2 separate regions of the Danio rerio genome follow, and region 2 is linked to region 1. The links are chromatin contacts, called in public Micro-C maps. All regions are on one chromosome and are shown on one strand. The core of a region is the stretch at or near the end of the contact, and the rest is flanking DNA. Distances in the headings are between cores, read along the strand shown.

Evidence for each region. Hi-C and Micro-C count contacts between places; a contact is called where the count stands out from the background.
Region 2: a Micro-C map of caudal fin shows a contact between it and region 1, with 10 times the contacts expected there. The contact joins the enhancer-like site here to the promoter of aldh3a2a in region 1. A contact is called at or near these places in 5 of 18 Hi-C or Micro-C datasets (caudal fin, embryo, hematopoietic stem cells and 1 more) and 3 of 4 datasets of contacts at active chromatin or transcription factors (caudal fin, embryo and gastrula embryo).

The regions. Positions count from the first base shown.
Region 1 is chr15:23,305,634-23,308,333 of GRCz12tu, forward strand. It overlaps aldh3a2a (aldehyde dehydrogenase 3 family, member A2a), which reads right to left and starts at 1,413. Exons shown (of 11, transcript NM_212649.1): 1 at 1,383-1,413; 2 at 413-608; 3 at 104-335. The coding sequence starts at 574.
Region 2 is chr15:23,346,448-23,349,233 of GRCz12tu, forward strand. It overlaps ulk2 (unc-51 like autophagy activating kinase 2), which reads left to right. Exons shown (of 27, transcript XM_002664615.7): 15 at 1,442-1,591; 16 at 2,773-2,786. Among named protein-coding and RNA genes, the nearest start is that of usp2a, 32 kb to the right of the region's middle. Within about 2 kb of position 1,479, at least 54 of the 62 cell types and tissues checked have an H3K27ac peak or open chromatin away from gene starts, as enhancers often do. A contact at or near this core is called in caudal fin, where this site is marked.

The sequences.
Region 1 (2,700 bases), core at 163-2,662:
GATGTCTTGCAGACTTTAATGACGCTTTTTGGACTAATTTCTTTAAACTTGTAGTCTCACGACTCTAACAATAATGTCAACATAAGGTAGGTTTATGCTTCACCTGCAGCAATGGCACCAACAAGAGGTTGCAGGGTAACTGCTATTGGATAGTTCCACGCCCCAATGATGAGCACAACACCAAGAGGCTCTGGCTGTAGGAACACATCGTCTGAGATGGTCAGAAGGTTTTTATTCACAGGACGAGGTGCTGCCCACTCAGCCAGTTTGCTGACAGCCAGATTGATCTCTCCCTCCAAGCCAAGGATCTCAAACAACTGTGTTGAGTTTGCGCTCTACAAAAACACAGACATTACGTTCAACCCAGTTAATCATCCAAACAGAATATGCAGAGCTGGCAATTTTGATTCACCTTATAGAGGTCTTTTCTCAGGGCATTAGTGATGTCTGCTGCTCTTTCTTTAATGAATCGGCTTAGGTTTTTAAGTTGTTTGACTCTGTAGTCCAGGGGTTTGGATCTTCCGGTCAAGAATGCCTTTCTGGCCTGTTGAACAGCAAGCTGCTCTCGAGACATCATTAAGAGTCAGTCTGGTCTGTGATTCAATGAGCTGAAAGATAATAAAATAAAGGTGAAGAGTTAATCTTAATTCTTAGGGTGAGATATAAATAGAAACAAACAAAAAAAATATCAAAGTAAGTTCAGCGAGCATATTTCGCAACATGTACTTTGCCACTTTGAAGCATTTGCTTGTTTATGATTTAGCTAACATTTGCTGTTTCTATGAATTTTCAACGTCATCACTTTTACTAATTAATAGAGGTACTTTAGTAGTTGACTGTGATTGTCATACTTTATTCGTTCGGGAATGTTTTTCTTTACTCCAGTATTACCACTGTATACTAAACGTCTTTGTAGATCAAAAATAAAAAAATAACTTTACTTAAACTCTCTTGGTTCATATGTTTTTTAAGATAACTACAAGTAAACACAATTTAGGTTTGTGTCTATGTTTCATCTCCAAACAGAAGGTAAAATTGTACAAATAAGTAAATTAAATAAAAAAGAACCAAAATAAGAACAAAAAGGCAGAAAAATGCGAGGTAAAAATACTTTGCATTTCCTTTACATTACATTTACATGTATGTGCTGGAGATGTGATTACAACACTTTTCAGTGAAGTAAGAGTTCCGTAAAGTTTAGTTTAGTGGTCACACAGTAAGCTCACTTTGATTGTAATTTCTGTGCGCATAGCATTCGTAATATCTGACGACTGAAACCTTCAACCCGAACCGTATCATAAGGATAACAGTAAGGCTGTGAATTAATGTGCAATGCTGCTGCTGAATATACAATTTATTTTACTCTAAACGAGAGAGGTTACCTGAACGCTGAGATATGAACATTAACCTCACATCATCTGCGTCATGCTCACTTAAAAATCTTGGGAAGATCCTTTAAACGCAAACATTTCCTCCAGCAGAGGCGCTTGGAGGATCAGAAGGCTGAATTCTCCAGTGATACAATTCACATTTGAGGGCGTTTTGTGTTTGGCTGCAGGTATATGTACTCTAAAATGTATCATCGTTTAAATACAAGCATTAAAAATAACTGTGGTGCATGAAAGAAAACTGCAACAATGACTCAATTAATTTTATAAAACTATTAAATCCCCCTCTTTACCTACTAACCACAAACGACATTGATTGGTCCTTTCAGCTATTCTGTCATGCACCGCTGAAAAACGTAACAGGTGTCACGCGATAAAACTGGTCCAGCAGCGCTTTGAACAATAGTTTACACTTGAAAATTACATTGAGAATTCTTAATAGCCTTCAATATATTTATTTCAAATGTACTGTGAAGAGTAAAATTATATCTTGAAAAGAACATTAATATATTTCTTACTCTCTCGCCTCCTTGTGACTATAGCAGGTTGCCATTCTACTTACTTTTCTTCTTCTTCTTCTTCGTGGTTTTATGGCGAGTAGCGAACCAACTTTAAAGGTGCATATCGCCACCTTCTGTGATGGAGTAACTTACTTTTCTTTCGTCACTCTTCCTCTTATTTTTTTTTTGTCTTATTTCAGACGCTGCACACCATTACAGCGCCATCTACTGTTGATCTGTTACATGTAGTCTCTTACAAGAACAGTTGGGTCAATGCGGTCAATGTTTATCAGTGTGATGTTCACAAGTTTCTATGAATATATTTGATATGATCCTCTGTTATTCTGGCCTCATGGTCAGGGAAAATATTATAATTAATAATAATAATAATAATTATAAGCTGGGTCAGTTGATGTTTCTGTGTGGAGTTTGCATGTTCTCCCTGTGTTGGCGTGGGTTTCCTCCAAGTGCTTGTTTCCCTCACAATTTGAAAGACGTGAACAGGTGAACTGGGTAAGCTAAAATTGTCCGTAGTGTATGTGAATGAGTGTGTATGGATGTTTCCCAGTGATGGGCATCCGCTGTGTAAAACATGCTGGATAAGTTGGCGGTTCATTCTGCAGTGGCAACCCCAGCTTAATAAAGCAATTAAAAGATAATAGAATGAATAATAGAAAGAGATTGAATAATAATACATTTTATTGTATCTAGTAGCAGCTTTTTTTCTCATTAAATAACTATTGTACTTTTTATTAAGTATTTTTTTTATTTAGAATGTCTTTTTTTATTGTTATTTTTCTGAATGTGTCTAT
Region 2 (2,786 bases), core at 229-2,728, 41 kb after region 1:
AACAGTTATTGATTAATTGAAACCCTAAATCTTGCTTATTTTAAGTGCTAAAAACAAAGAGGGAAGTCTAATTTTGTTCAAAACATCTAATCTAACTTGCTGGGTTGTAAAATATTTATTTTAATATTAAGTGTAATGTTGACAGAATGGTTTAGTACATTTATATATTTTTTTTAAATAATTTTGACTTTTTCTTTTATTGGTTTTTAAAATCTAAAACTGTTTTGCTTTAAAAATATAAAACAATCATGGATATAACGATTCAATAGTTCTTTAATATGATAACTAAGAGGAGGCAAATATTTGGTCTTAGTAAAAATTAATAATCGAAATAGAAATTAATCAAACACTTACTTTAAAATGCTACAATTGTATTTAATAACCACACATTATGAACAACATGTGACATTCATTCATATAATCTGCTAAGGATTCAAATGAGCAGTATTATTACATTTTTCATATTTTTAAAGATTTGTTTTGCTTAAAATTTTTTGATTTATAGATATTTACTAATATATTGAGTAAATTTTGTGAAATAACTTTTAAATTTACTTGAGTAAAAGCTCTGCCATTACCCAAGTGTTTATTGTTGCACAGTCCTTCAGAAATCATGAGCTGATATAGTGCTTAAAACAAACAATTATTAATATCAATGTTGAAAATAACAGTTATGCTTTTTCTAGATTATTTGATGACTGTAGAATAAAAACAGCCTTTACTTAAACTAATAATCTTTTGTAACATGAATAATGGTTTTACTGGCACTTTTATCAATTTCATACTAAGTTAAAGCATAGATTTTTCTGTATTCATTATACATTCACACTCTCGTCCGTTGTGTGCTGTTGGTTTAGTGTCATGCTGAACTGCCTGTGGGTCAAACAAAGAAAGTGTGTTTGTGTGCAGTCGGTTAAGGGCTCACGTGTGGACCACTCTCCTCCCTCTCTCATTACATAATCCAGCAGTCTGAAGCTCAGACCTTAATGTGCAGCTTCATTTTCCCCTTTTTAGCTCCCCTTCCTTCTTATCGGACATTTGCATGGTTTACTTGCACCCTCCCATACATGACCCAGCCATGACATCGCTAAAAAAACATTGTGTTCCTGGTAGAATAAGAACATGCTGTTTTGTTTTCTTTGTCTGTGACTGGTGGAAGTAGGAGGACTCAGCACGTGCCACTGTCTAAAAACTCCGCCCAAGACTCCTCCCTGCTCCTTTCTGATTGGTCAGAGGGTTGTGTTTACCCCAAAGCTCCGCCCATTTGTTTCAGACATGCCCTTTCAGCAGAAACACAGAAGCTTCACGTTCTTTACTTTTAAAGATCACATGTTGAATGATTCTTTAAGCTTGAGGTTTTTTATTTTAAGGTTTTTGTCTCAGAAATGGGGTTGGAAAAGCAGCCTGACTGGATTGCCACCTTGTTTTCTGGGTTTCTCAGGTCACCGCAGCCATCTACTGGACAGACGCCAATGGTGTCACCACGGAGCGAGACCACGCCAATTCCTGTGCCCTCACAGGTGCGAAACTACCAGCGGATCAAACAGAACCTCTCCAGCAGCCCAACCACAACACTTTATGGCTCTCCCAGGTAAGACACCCAACAATGGGAACATGTAACTTTTGCTAAACTGCCTGCTGAATGTGCAAGTTTTGATCTTGCCAAGATCTGAGACATGATTTGTCTGACTCATTAATTGTCTCTCATTATTTCCCAAACATAACATAAACAAAACATATTTTCCTACCCTGTTGTTCTGGTGTGGGATCTTCTCGTCTTTGTGCTGACATTTTGATTTGTTCATTTATTAATAAACGTGACATCAAAAATATCTCACACACCTGTCCTATTGGAGGACACTTTTTGCTTTTAATTGTGAAGGCAATCAATTCTGATAATGTTTTAAAGTAAGAATAGATTTATAAATGATACTATGTAAATTATAAATAGTATTATTATATTATTTTGCTTCTGAATTTAATATATACAAATGTTTAGAACATAAAAACCCTGCAATGTGTCTTTGTGAACCGGTGTGTTTGGGTGTTTAGGCTGAGGTTTGGCAGAGTCTTGAGATAATGACGTTTGCTCCATCTCCAATTAGTCATGCCAGACTTTAACAGCTGCTCGGCCTACTTCACTGTGACCTGCCCTGTGTCTCCAAAAGTGATTAAGCTTACCATGGCGGCAGTGCTGTCCTTGTGCCCAGGGCCAGGCTGATTCCCATTATCTGAGCCTGTTAGTCAGCTCAGACTTCATACTAGTTAAAACCCCACTGGCTCTGCTTTAGACCAAATTAATGAATATTAATTGTGTGCTAGGTGACTATCTGTATATGTGGGCTGTTTATGGGGATGTCATCTAGCTTGTTTATGGATTGCATGGGAATCTTAAGTATCTCTCTTTTGGCTAACCTTTCAAAATTTGGGGGTCGGTTATTCAAATATTTTCTTGATTTTTTTTAGACACTGTGATCATTTTTGAGTATTGAGGAAGATTAAAAAATACAGTGACACTGTGTTTGCCAAATATTATTTGCTCATATGAACAGATAATGTGATGAATCACACCTCTTTTTGGACACCTATATGAAATTAAAGAGAACTGGCCTTACATGTGCACACAAAACTCCCTTAGATCAGTTAGTCAAAAATCATTGTGCAGTGGTTGCTTAAGAACAGTTTACACTTTGATTTTGTGCTTTGAAATGCATTTGTAAGCTTGTCTGAATACCACTATAGTATAATTTTTGTCTGTTTTTATGGTCACAGGTCAGGCACAGTGC